2 separate regions of the Sus scrofa genome follow, and region 1 is linked to region 2. Evidence: chromatin contacts called from public Hi-C data. All regions are on one chromosome and are shown on one strand. The core of a region is the stretch at or near the end of the contact, and the rest is flanking DNA. Distances in the headings are between cores, read along the strand shown.

Region 1 (6,675 bases), core at 3,744-6,243, 380 kb after region 2:
TCCGCACAACAAATTTATCAAGACATTTTAACACAGGCTGCCTTTCATGTGGTGAAAAGGAGAGACCCTTAAGGAAAGGAGAACAGCCAGGAAGCAAACAGATTTATGCTGGAAGCAAGAAAAAGGCAAAGGACAAGGAAGAAATTCAGGAGACCTGGGTTTGGAGGAGCCCATCAACAGCCAACCACAGAGGCCAGGAGCTCCATGAGTACAGAGCCAGTAACAACCACAACCATAACAACATGGCTTGTTCCTCCCACTGCCAGGCTTTCTGTTAACCTAAACTCCTTAAACTCATTACAGCATTCATGATAACCCTATAGGTGCTATTATCACACCTATTTCATATACCAGGAAACTTGGGCTTAGAAATATTGCTTGCTTACTTATGCTTAAACACCCAGTAAGTACAAAGAAGGAACTTAAAACTAGTCTGAACATTATGTGCATACTTAGTTGATAACCCTAGTACAATGGAAAATTCATTAGATCTGCAGGTTCGTGGATGAAACTAAGGAGTCCATAAATCCTCTGAAACTGTACAAGAAATAAATATGCGTAGTTTTGTTTTTCCAGAGAAAGTATCCACAGGCTACATTAGATTCTCAAATGGGTTTTGTGGTCCAGAATGGGGACTGTGCTATACAGAATGTTCATAGGCTGGTTCCTGTAGCTTCTCCCTAGCTGTAGGATTTTGCACTGGCAGTGAATAACCTCTGAATCCACATTTCAGATTTCTAAGGTCTCTTCCATATTTAAAACACAATAGTTCTGTTATCTAAAATGTCCTAAAGAATAGTCAAAAGAAGCAAATTTTCCTTCCACCTTTTGTGACCCCTCCCTACCCTACACACACCCCTCAAATTTACACTCCTAACCCCTTCTAGGTCATCTGTGTTTGTCACTCCCATAATCAGACAAAATACGTCCAACTGCCCCAAGCATTCTTCATAGCCTTTCTAAACACTGGTTATGTGATGCATGGAGTATGAGTCAGGCGAGGGGGAAAGGGGCCTCTTTTTAAGTTTATATGTAACTGTGAGAGTTTTCAAGCATGTGCTGGCATGCCAGCCCTGTGTTTAAAAAAAAAAAAAAAGGCAAAAAAATGTTAATAATAATGTTTTTCTGCTCAAAGGGGGTTCTGGGCGATCAGAACCCTCAAGAGTGGTATGTTTAATGAGAAGGATGTACGTGCTCGGGGGCTTTGATGGGGGTCGGGGGGCATTATAATCCGCAACCATTTCTCCACCTTAAATCTCTGCTACAAAAAGGTTCTGCAGCCTCATTCCCCTCTGAAGTCAAAAGCTCTGGTTTAAATTCCTTACTTGGAAGGTCATTCATTCTCTCATAGCCAAAAAGCTTGTTTGCTTTTGTCTTCCCACTTGCTTTCAAATGAAAATATCAGACCACAGGCCATCTTACTTCCCCAACCCAAAACTTAATTACATCATGTCCAGGAGTGAAGGTTGTTGAAAGTTATTAATGCAGTAGTTGGGAACATTGCATTCCAATAGCCTTTACATTCATGCTCAGATGCTTGCTCTCAGCCTGACCTGACTAGTAGCTCTGGATGGTGGTAGGCAAACATCATGGCCACATTTTGTCCAATTTAGTCTCTCACCATGCTCATTCAAAAGCCCACTGTCAAGTACATTTTCATTATCATAAAGTGTATTTATTTATTTCCCAATGTTTGTCAGCATCCCCTAGAAGCTTTTAGAAGGGAATTTCTTATTCCAACCATTCTATCAACCATTCTGCCAATTCCAACCATTTCTGTCTATCAGCCATTATTTCCACTGCCTTGTGTTTCTAACAGATCTTGAAATTAGCACTATGTTTCTGTTTGCCATGTGTGACATACTCATTGGTGGTAACACACCAAGTACATCAGCTGGAGGACAGACTGCAAGTCATACATGACCTGGATACCTATCCCTGTCACTAAGCAGGACTTCAGCCTCAAGCCTGAGAATCACATGTGTCAGCAAGCTGTAGCTCTGGAAAGAAGAAATAAAAGCCAACGGAGTTCTCACTGTGGTGTAATAGGATTGGTGACCTCTCTAGAGTGCTGGGACACAGATTCAATTCCTGGCCTGGCACACTGGGTTAAGGATCTGGCAGGTCCCAACTGTGGCTCAGATCTGATACCTGACCTGGGAACTCCATATGACATGGGCAACCAAAAAAAAGAAGAAAATTTTTTAAATAAATAAAGCCCAATTGTTTGCGGCAGGGCTTTGCAGATGTGGGGGCAACAGTGAGAGCTTAAAGCACTTTTAGGTACCTTTTTAGAAATAGATTTTATTTTTTTTTTCACCAAATTAAGGCACCAGTCCAGATCCATAATCCCTCGATATTTAGGGTGAGGTGGGAAATTTCTAGACGTGAACCTATAATCATCCAAGATTCTCTGTGTTGCAACTTAGAGCCCCTCCAGACATGGGGACAAGCTTGGGGGTCAAGCCTTCATGGAAGGGGTGACATACTGATCCTGCAACAGAAAATAAGAAAAAGTATCAGAGCACAGTGCGACAAATTAAATATTTTAAAACTTGGACCTTCCCAACGTTGTCTCTGTGAGGATGCAGATTTGATCTCTGACCCTGCTCAGTGGGTTAAGGATCTGGCGTTGCTGCAAGCTGCAGTGTAAGGCACAGATGTGGCTCAGATCCAGTGCTGCCATGGCTGTGGCACAGGCCACAGCTGCAACTCCAATTTGACCCTGGCCCAGGAACTTCCAAATGCTGCCGATGTGGCCAAAAAAAAAGAAAACAAACAAACAAACAAACTTGGTCATTCATCATAGATTGTCCACGAAACTCTGTTTTGGGCACTTTAGGAAAGTGTACTTCCCATAGGCATGGAGAAGATCAGGATAGGATATTACAAAGTACTGCCAAGAGACATCATAGTTAGAACTCAACTGCTGCAACGATGGGCACAGGCTGACTTTGGAGACAGATGGATCTGGTTTAATTCTGGCATCTCTCCTCTGGAGCTGACCTCTGGAAAGGATTTTAGTCCCACCCATGTCACCTCTTCTGCAGCCCCTTGTTATGTGCCCCTTACACCTGTTTCTCTTAGTGATCCAAGCCTGACCTCCTCCTCTAGATTCCTCCAACACTCCACCTGTATGTATTGTTACCACTGCCTGACACACTTCTCCATGTCTGTTTGCTTTGTGGCATATTTCTGTGTAAACATGCAATCAGCCTGCTTCATTGGATTCCAAGTTTGATGGGGGCAGGCGTTGCCCCTCCTCTTTTTTTTAGGGCCACACCAATGGCATATAGAAGTTCCCAGGCTAGAGGTCAAATCAGAGCTGCAGCTACCAGCCTACACCACAGCCATAGCAACATGGGATCCAAGCCACATCTGCAACCTATACCACAGCTCATGGCAATGCCAGATCCTTTAACCCACTGAGCAAGGCCAGAGATTGGACTCACATCCTCATGGATACTAGTTGGATTTGTAAAGGGCCCATTTTTTGTAGCATTGTGTCCTTAGCACCTGGAATCATCAGTATTTTTTAAATAGTGTTAAATAAACAGACGTTCTCTAAATGTCTCTATTCTTTCTATAGAGTGGAAATTAGAAAGAAACCTGCTTTTAAGTGCCACAGGAGTTAAACGATGTAGTACATGTAAATTCCTAATAATAATGCCTAGAACATAGAAAACACTCAATAAACATGAGTTGACATTAATATTTAGAACATTAGTTCAGAGCTTAGGGGCCTTCCCTCAATCTGCTGAACTTATGTGCAAACTGTGTGTGTACATTTTTCTGAGAAGAGGATTCCTGATATTCAGAATCTCAAATGGGGATCATTACTCCATCCTCCAGAAGAAATAGAACCATTGCCATAGAGGCTGATAACAAATATTAGACTATAGAGAATAACACAGCAGTCCATTTTATCTGAGTCTAGGAACCACAAATTCTAATCTTCACCCAGTTTTGATTTGCTTTAATGCTCAAATCACAGAGCAAGGAACTAAGAACCAGGGAATATGAACTTTCATCCAAGTTCTTTCAGTTTGCTAGCTCTTTGATCTTGGTTGATTCACCCACACTCCTATTTTATTTATTTATATATATATATATATATATATATATATATATATATATACATATACATATATATACATATATATATATACACATATACATATATATATACATATATATATACACATATACATATATATATACACATATACATATATACATATACATACATATATATATATATATATATATATATTGCCCTAGATCAGGCAGAGATAATGCAAGGAAGAATAACAAACACACAAACAAAAATCCTAAATATATAAAAATATAGAGCTACATGAAGAATATAAGGTCTGCTAGTCAGAAAACCTCTTAGAGCATTCTCTTTCCTAATCTGTAAAATAAGTGAGTTAAATTAGATGACATTTAAGGTTTCTTCTCTAACTGCTCTCCATAATCCAAGGATTTGAAATATAGCCTGTGTTCTGGGGATTTGTTTTCCATTTGAGTTTTCACTGTATGAATTTACACCCTTGCCCACACCAAGGACACTATTTTTATTGACCCATTTGCAAAACTGGGGTAGGGATGGGAAAGCAAGAAGGATATTCTGCTCTTTGCTGATTTTAATTTCATATATTTAACACTGTGATGGGTACCTAAGAGAATCCAAGAGTTAGCGAAGCTGAAAAGTACCAAAATCCTGGCTCAAAATATCTTCCCCAAAGGACACAGCAGACCACTAATGAGAGAAGATGAATCTACTGAAGCTATAAATTTTTTACCCTCCTCACCCATCCATCCAAGAGTTTTGCACACTGAGTAATCGATTCTTTTATTGGCGTAAATATCCACCTCAGGAAATACGAGTTTCTAAAGAGTAGAAGGAAAAAGAATAAAGCAGAAAATGTTAACTTTCAATGATAGGACACTTGGAAGACTTCCACACTAGAGGGGTCAAAGGTTCTGAACACAGGGTTGGGGAGAACAGGGCCCTGTAGTTTCACTGGAAGGTAAAGGATCTAAAAAAGGAAATGGAGCCAGAGCTCTGTCCAGTGAACTGGGTTTCTGAAGAATTACCTCTGCAAATCAACCCTGGAGAGCCCACCTAAGCCAGTCTTAACATATAAGCTCATTCTGGCCAGCTGAAGCTTTCCAGATAGCATCCAGACTAATGAATCTTCCACATCCAGATCACTCTCTGGAGTTCTGCTCACTGTTCATCCAGCTCCTTCTTCAAAGCTTATTATTTGAAGGCACACTGATAAATTTAATATCATCTCAGGTAATGACACGCCCAAACTTCTCAACTATGAAGACAATTTTCTGCATTCTGTTCTAATTCAATTCCTGTACCATGTCTTTGCTGATGGCTCAGTCCTCAATAAGGAAGATTCTATTCTGAAATATAGTTGAGCCTGGAGTGCGATGAAATCACTTTGCCTATAACTCACACAGTCTCACTGACCTGATTGCTATAAATAGATAAATTCGTCAAGGAAAAACACAGGATCAAAATCTGAAAGCAAACTCAGGAAATTATTCATTTCAGAGTATTGCCTCAGGTCAAATTAAAATTTCAATCATCCCTAAAACTCATGTCTGCTTGTATTTTTTTAATAGAGAGTCTGATTAAATAAGCTCTCTGGATAACTTCTAATATATGATCAATTTTTCTGTCATAAGAGTTCTTTTTTATGAATGTAGTAGAACAGACAAGAACTGGATAAATCTTCTACACTGTAGCAGATGTCATTTTACAAATGACAACACTGAGGACTAGAAAAAAATAAATGACTTTCCTGAGGTAAAATATATTCATTCATTCATCCATTTATTTATTTTCAACAGTCACTCAAAAAAATATTTACTGGGAGTTTCTGCTATGGCTCAGTAGATTTAAGAATCAGACAGATTTGGCAGAGGCACAGGTTCAATCCCCAGCCCAGTGGAGAGGGTCAAAGGATATGGTGCTGCTGCAGCTGCAGCAGAAGTTGCATATGAGGCTTGGATTCAGTTCCTAGCCCAGGAACTTCCATATACCATGGGTGTGGCCATAAAAAAATTTTTATTGAATGCTTAATTTATTTAGTCACAGTTCTAGAAACAGGGTACAGTAGTATATTAGTTTACTAGGGCTGCCATAACAAAATACCATGAACCTTGTGGCTTAAACAGCAGAAATGTCTCACAGTTTGGGAGGTTAAAAGTCCAAGAGCAAGAATTCAGTAGTGTTGGTTCCTCCTGAGAGCTGTAAGGGAAAAGCTTTATGCTTCTGGCAGTTTGCAGTGTTTGGCATTCCTTAGTTTGTAGAAGCATCACCCAAATCTCTGCCTTCATCTTCACATGCTGTTCACCTTGTGTGCATGTTCCTGTCCAAATTTCCAGTTTTATTTTATTTTATTTTATTTTATTTTATTTTATTTTATTTTTTAGGGCCACACCCACGACATATTGAGGTTCCCAGGCTAGGGGTCTAATTGGAGCTACAGCTGCTGGCCTAAAACACAGCCACAGCAACGTGGGATCTAAGCTGCATCTGCAACCTACACCACAGCTCACAGCAATGCCAGATCCTTAACCCACTAAATGAGGCCAGGGATCAAACCCGAAACCTCATGGTTCCTAGTCAGATTTGTTTCTGCTGAACCACAA
Region 2 (7,020 bases), core at 2,613-5,112:
GTTCTCTCAATGGATATGTGGCAGCATTTCCAGTCCATAATGTTGGCGTAACCTCACCCTTTTCCCGAACTCTCCCCCAAGACCCTCAAATTAATACACAAGAGAAAACAAACTGCTGATTGGTTCTCCTCTTTCTTGTTCTTTTTCTCTCCTACTCCTTGAGTGTATCCTGAAAAACTTTATGTATCGTTTCCATTGCAGTGGCACAGATGTTTTTTTTAATTAAGTTGTGCTTCAAACCATTCTAAATGTAAAGCTCTGGGGAATAACAGCAAAGGATATACATTAATGATGAAAAGAAATACTTTTGTTTGTAGTTCAGAATAGATATCCCAAAGATGAGAAGCACTTTTTTCCTTCTCCTCAATCTACAATCCATTAATCTATTAATCAAAATTAACTACTACAAGCCTATCTTCTCAGAATGACCCCTTGAGTATCCAAGAGTTGCAAATAAAAATACAAGGAAATAGTAGAATGTTGCAATGTCTCAAACCTCAATACCCAAAATACTATTTTCTGTATTTGTTTCTCTTTCTTTGAAATATTTTCTGTCCTCGAGTACCTAGAATTAAGCTTTGACACTAGAAAATTGTCTAGGCTGTAGTCAACCCCACAGGTAAATTCGCTTAATTATCTGCCTAAATTGTTTCTGAAACAAGATCACATTATCCCTGTGAGTTTAGGCTTGCAATTCTGTTCAGTTTTCTAGAATTCTGCATTTTCATTTCCCTGAGTTGTACAATTTTCTGTACAGGGCACTTTGCCAACAGCACGCTTTGAGAGTTGTACTGTCTTAACCACTCAACTCAACCACTGCAGATGTCTGAGCTAGGTTTGAACTATAGATATGAATTTATTACTTAATGTATTTCTAACTTTAGAGTACAAAAAACAATGTTCTATTTCTTCTAAACAATAATTACCTTAGTATAGATGTGGCAAGATCACCTATTTACTTTAGAGTCCATTTAAATAATACAAAATAATAGGCATTGTATATGGAATATTGACTACCAGAGTATGTACTATCCATCTAGGTTATTTGTATAAACCAAATACCAAGGAGACTATTAAAACACAAGAAGACTATAAGTTCTCATATTTTATGTGATAGTACAAATTCCATGATATTATATCTATCCATAGAAAACCTAACTCTAAAGCCATGTATAGTTGCAATTCCCTGAACTGTAGCAGACTACTGCAAGCTATTTTCTCAGAATGACAACATAAAGGTTATTTCCCAACTCTCTAATTACAATCAATGAATCTAATTACTGTGATGGTTTGAATATTATGCTTTTGTCTTATAACCTAATGTGCCTGTTCTCTGATTTCCAAGTCAAAGAATGTCATCCTAAAGTTTTCAAGAATGGCGAAAATTTCCTAATAAAACTGAAATTCAACTATAATAATGTTGAGTTTATTCATTCAACATTTAAAAAGTTTATCATGTATCTACAAATAGATAATTTCTTATAATCTGGAGATTTTTAATATCTACATAAGCTTTATACTGTAAGTGCTAGGAAATAAACCTTTACATTATAATGACTATGATATTCTCTTTCACGTATCCAAAAATTATTAAGTGAACTTTCAACTCTATCTTCTTCAGATTTTCTTATTTGCCTTTAACATAATATTATATGGAAGATCAACTCTCTTTCCATCCTCTTAAATGAAATTTTAAGTGAAAAGAAAAAATAGAAAACTCCTATGTTATAAATTTCTTGCTGAATTTGATGAAAGTTTTCAAAAGCTGAACACAGTAGTATCTTAATAGAGGGATTTGAGAGATTTTATTCCTATTGACTAATTCTTAATCAAGAATCAAGTACCACTAAACTTGAAAATAAGAACATCTTCAGAATGTCTTATTCTGCTACCAATCACGTTAAGAATGATTCCTGTGTTTTATCCTGGCAACTTTTGGTTCTATGTAATTGTGAATAATCAAAGTGACTGGAATAAAACATTTTAAAATGATGAGTATTTATAATTAACAGGTTATAAAAGAAAATCATGGACTTGGAGATAAGACTTGTGGTTGCCAAGGGGGAGGGGAAGGAAGGGGATGGATTGGGAGCTTGGGGTTAATAGATGCCAGCTATTGCTTTTGGAATGGATTAGCAATGAGATCCTGCTGTGTAGCACTGAGAACTATGTCTAGTCACTTATGATGGATCATTATAATGGGAGAAAAAAGAACATACACATATATGTGTAACTGGGTCACCATGCTATACAGTAGAAAAAAAAATTGTATTGGGGAAATAAAAGTTAAAAAAACATGGATATTCCTAGATTCATGAATCAACAAATAAAAACAACTTTAGTGTTACTTCCAATGTTTAATGCCCTTTTTCCTTAGCATCCTTGTACCTAGGAAAAGGGTACAGTCATAAAATAATTGCTGAAAGTGATGCTGCATTTTTTTGAAGACAAAGAGACAGGTACCTAGAGTGTAACATTGGCCATTCAGCCTACACATTTAAATTATTCATATCATTGAATGTAGAAATGCAAAGGTTGAAGATAAATATGAAAACAGCTGAGGGAAGAGCAAACCTTCTAAAAAAGTATGAGAGACAGAAATATTGTAACAAACATCCTTAGGTCTAGATCACGGGATTATCAAGTCTTTAAATGAAAGGAACCTCCATTATGCATCTAGTTTTCCCACTGCTATCAAATTCCTTTCAGAGAGCTATGAGCTTCAGTTTACACAGTTTCAATGATTGAGAATCCACTGCTTCACAAGGGAAGTTGAATTCATTTTTTAAGAGCTCTAGCTATTTCAAACTTGTTATTTAATCTGCCTCACTAAAAATTCTACTTTCAGATCTGAGTTCTACCCTCTAAAGTTAAACAGAAATCCACTCGACACATCATCCCTTCAAGTATACAAAAATAATCATCATGTCTGCTCTGTCTTCACTTCTTCATTTCTACAAGGGAAATGTCCTCCATTCATACAATATTCCCTACAGGGCTTGGCCTTCAACTCATTCCATCATCTTGATGGCCCTTTTGTCATTGTCCTCTGGAAGGAAAGAATCCACCTGTGATTTAGTAAGACTGAGTTCAATAAAAAGAAATACACGAACATGTCCACTGATTCATCTGTTTATTCAACCCGGTATTTTAGGATTACTAGTGTACAAAGGATATCCGTTGGCTGAAAAACCACAGAAGATGTCCTCAAGGAAATCTGCTTATATCACTAGCAGACTTGACATAGTAGCTGAAGATAATTTCAGGTATCTAAGAACAAAGATCACCCTCACCTCTGCCACTTCACCATGAAAGTACATGCTTTTTAAGAGTATAGGAGGTACTCTGATATTGGGAGCAAATCTATAGACCCAGATTACATAGATGCTGTTCATCAAGTTTGGTGGCACTCTGGACCCCAAGCTTCCCCACACATATGTGTACACAGATCCAAATGAAAGAAATTACTATTAATTACGTCTATACCAGTATTATCTTTTCGAACCAGATTCTAAATAGTCTCACCAGTGGAAAAGAAAGTCTTTAACAATAAGACTTTTTTCCCTCACCACAAGGTGTGGCACCCTACAAGACAGCCAAGGGAAGAAAAGAATCCATGAGCTTCACAAAAATCCCAATATTTCTCTACTGAATGTTGAAACGTCAGAAGGCAAGGTGTATGTTTTTTTCATTGTTATTATTTGCATGTGTGTTTGACTTTGGAAGCCACAGGTCCATGAGATGGGGCAATGGGGATAGGTAGCTCTGAACAACCAGTAGACATCCCTTGGCTGGACACAAGACTCTAGATGGCAGCATGTCACTGAATAGGGTAAAGAGCTAGTAAGGAAGCTGACTCATGTTGAGCACCAAAATAGGTAGTGATGGTTGTCGCAATCACAATTGTGTACACAGAGCTTAGCACTGCTTACCTAACCAGGAGAACAATCAGTGACCATGGCCATAGCAAACATTCACAGCTGTACTCCCCTGGCCCCAGTGTTAATTAAGCACATGAGAGTCCCCACAGGGCTATCGAATCTCATGAACTTGAGTAAGTGGGAAGATGTCAGAGCTAAGAGTTGACTAGAACATTTGGAGAATCTCATATGGGAAAAAAATTTTTTTTTCCCATTCTTGGGATCTAAATGCCATCCGGCTCTCCTAGATGTGCACACGTACAAATGTACACATAAAACTACAAGATATCACCTTTACAAACTGCTGTGCCCTCATTGGGATGCTAAAGAGGCATTTAACCAAAACATAACAAATGGAATGAGACCAAAGTTTATCCCAGGGACAGATGGAAAACACAGCTCTCCCAAAGACTTTGGGAATATTTTATTAGATTGATATAGGAATTCGACTGGATGATGGTGAATGAATACTAGTAAAAAAATAGTGCAAATCCTTTTTATAATTTTTCATGGTCCCTACTTCTTTTATTAACCTCATATGTCATTTTCTATTTTTCAAAATCACTTCACATTGTAAGCTCATTTAGTTTTGGTCAACTAAAATTCCAAGATAGATTTCACATGAATTATTTTCTAGACATGTCTCTTCTCTCTTATAATATGGAATTAACAGCATGAACCTAACCCAAATGCAGGTCTCAACTTGATTCCTGTTAAATTTTACTTGTTAGTTTTGGTCCATTATTTGAGCCTATTGAAATAATTTTTCATCTTGATTCTCTCATCCATTATATTATCTCTCATTCTCATCACTGTATAAATTAGTTGATAAGTAATATCTTTTATCCTTGAGGTCCAAATGGGCCAATAACAAATAGAAAATGTTACTTAAGAAGTGATTTTATCCAGCCTATTGACTTTTGAGTATAATCCATTTGCCTATTTCAGGTTTAATGAATGTACAGGTTATGAACTGAGGCTTTGTCTAAAGACTAATAATACATGTAGCTTTGGGGGCAAAGCATCATTAACCATGGTTTGTAGGATGATCATTAATCAAATACCCTTATTTACTTGTATTTTTATTAATGCACTTAACTTTTTTATTATTTATTTTATTATCCTTTCCATTCTTCTATAAGACACTCTCTCAAATGTTTAATAGTTTAGTTCATTGAGGGGAAGAGAGAAGAGAACTAAATAAGATATATGATTCCTCCACTGGATCCGGAACTTGGTCTGCCATATTATACTTGATATCCTTCCTCCCCACAATCCCATGCATAATGTTTTACTCTAATATTTTTTATAGATGAGGAAGTTGAGATTCTAAAAAAAAAAAAATGAGCATTGACTAAAAGCATAGAGTTGGTAAGTAGTGAGTCTGTGGCACAAAACTGGATTGATCTGCTTTTGCCTATCTTGCTTTCCACGGGGGTATACTCATCCCATTTAGCAAGTACCCTCTGATGATTTGTTTTAAGACACTATGCAGAGAACACTCAGAATGCAAATGTGAAAAACACAGCAGAAATAAAAATAGTAAGGATTAGACAGGTATAAGACTGTCTGGAGTACATGATGAATGGGATTGGCAGCAGGAAAGACACAAACATTATGCTTGGAAAAAGAAGAAAAGGAAAGCTACATTTTACTGAGAAAGCTGTGTTTATCTCCTGCCACTCCTTTCATCTGGACTTGCATCCCTGATTGCCTGGATCATTCTAGCTTCTCCTCCTTCCTTTGCCCTACTGTAGACAACTATCCAGTAAAGGAAAATAGAACATTTTGGAATCAAGCAAACCCAGATCTGAAATCTGTTTGAGTATCTTTCCAGTGACATTAGGCATGTTGCTTTACCTTCTAAGCCTCAGTTTTCTTTTGGGAAAATAGTCACAGTAACATCTAAACACAAAATTGTCATAATACATTATACATGTCACATTGGCCCAAAGTACGTGTTCAGGAAAAGACTTTTTCATCCTCTTGTTCTCTCTCAAAATAATTTTCTTTGGAAAATTATTACGTATTATGTATTATTATGTATTATGCATAATTTCTGGGTTTGGCTATTGTGTTTCATTTCTTTATTTACAGCCATTCATTACTCCTTTTGCCTTTCTTGCCATATACCATTTTCCTGTGCCAGATTAATAAATTCCTCCCTAATCCAGCCTTTCCTTCCTATGCACACTCACATCCACAAGTCAGTATCAATCAGACCAAGATCACCACTGACTTACGCATACACTTCACCTTCATCCCAGTGTCAGGACTTTTGACCACATTTTCTTCCCTTTTCCCTCTACTTATTCATCACACAAATCTTGTTCAGCATCTAAGACTCAGCTTTGGTCCCACCATAGTTACAATTACCTACTCCCACATTTATCGATTTATTCTTCCTCCTGTGAGTGCTTACAGTGATTAGTGTTTGAGGAAAAGAATTTATCACTTCATTTTCAGCTCTTCTCCCAGACTCCCTTTCCCTTTGGACCCTACAGCTAAGCCTTCCAACTTATCCTGTCCCAATTCTCAGGCCAATCTGGAGGTGAGATCTACAGGCCTGCAGGTATCATGCAGACTAAGACTGGACTGTTCTTCTTGCAACTTGGTCCAACACAATACCCCTCAGGCCCAGGCCACCAAACCTAGGTTTCTGCCTTGTTTCCTAAGTCTATTCAATGACATCGCAAGGTTCACCCTAGATATCAGTGTATTTCCAATTTATCTGTTCTTTTGTTCCTGAATGTTGGTTTAATGCACAGAACTTGATGATGGCCTTGTCTCTCAAATAATCCCAGCATCCAAAGCCTGCTTAGACCCACCTGCCTCATGCATACACTGCTCTCTCATTGATTTATTTGCTGCTCTTGCCAGTTATGGGCTCCCCCAATATAATAATAATAATAATAATAATAATAATAATAATAATAATAATACTCTCTGATGAGTGATCACCTTGTTTTAGGCACTGTTTTAAATCTTTACATGTCTTATCTCCTTTAACTTTAAATCAATTCTGTGATGTTTATTAAAATGAAAACAGAAGCCATAAAGGATAAACTTCCCCAGGTCATATGGCTAGTAAGTGATTGAT

Evidence for each region. Hi-C and Micro-C count contacts between places; a contact is called where the count stands out from the background.
Region 1: a contact with region 2 is called in a Hi-C map of liver, with 3 times the contacts expected there. The contact joins two enhancer-like sites. A contact is called at or near these places in 3 of 47 Hi-C or Micro-C datasets (heart right ventricle and liver) and 1 of 2 datasets of contacts at active chromatin or transcription factors (alveolar macrophages).

The regions. Positions count from the first base shown.
Region 1 is chr1:24,977,673-24,984,347 of Sscrofa11.1, forward strand. No RefSeq gene overlaps it. Among named protein-coding and RNA genes, the nearest start is that of CITED2, 170 kb to the right of the region's middle. Within about 2 kb of position 4,994, at least 1 of the 83 cell types and tissues checked has an H3K27ac peak or open chromatin away from gene starts, as enhancers often do. A contact at or near this core is called in liver, where this site is marked.
Region 2 is chr1:24,602,384-24,609,403 of Sscrofa11.1, forward strand. No RefSeq gene overlaps it. Among named protein-coding and RNA genes, the nearest start is that of CITED2, 550 kb to the right of the region's middle. Within about 2 kb of position 3,863, at least 12 of the 83 cell types and tissues checked have an H3K27ac peak or open chromatin away from gene starts, as enhancers often do. A contact at or near this core is called in liver, where this site is marked.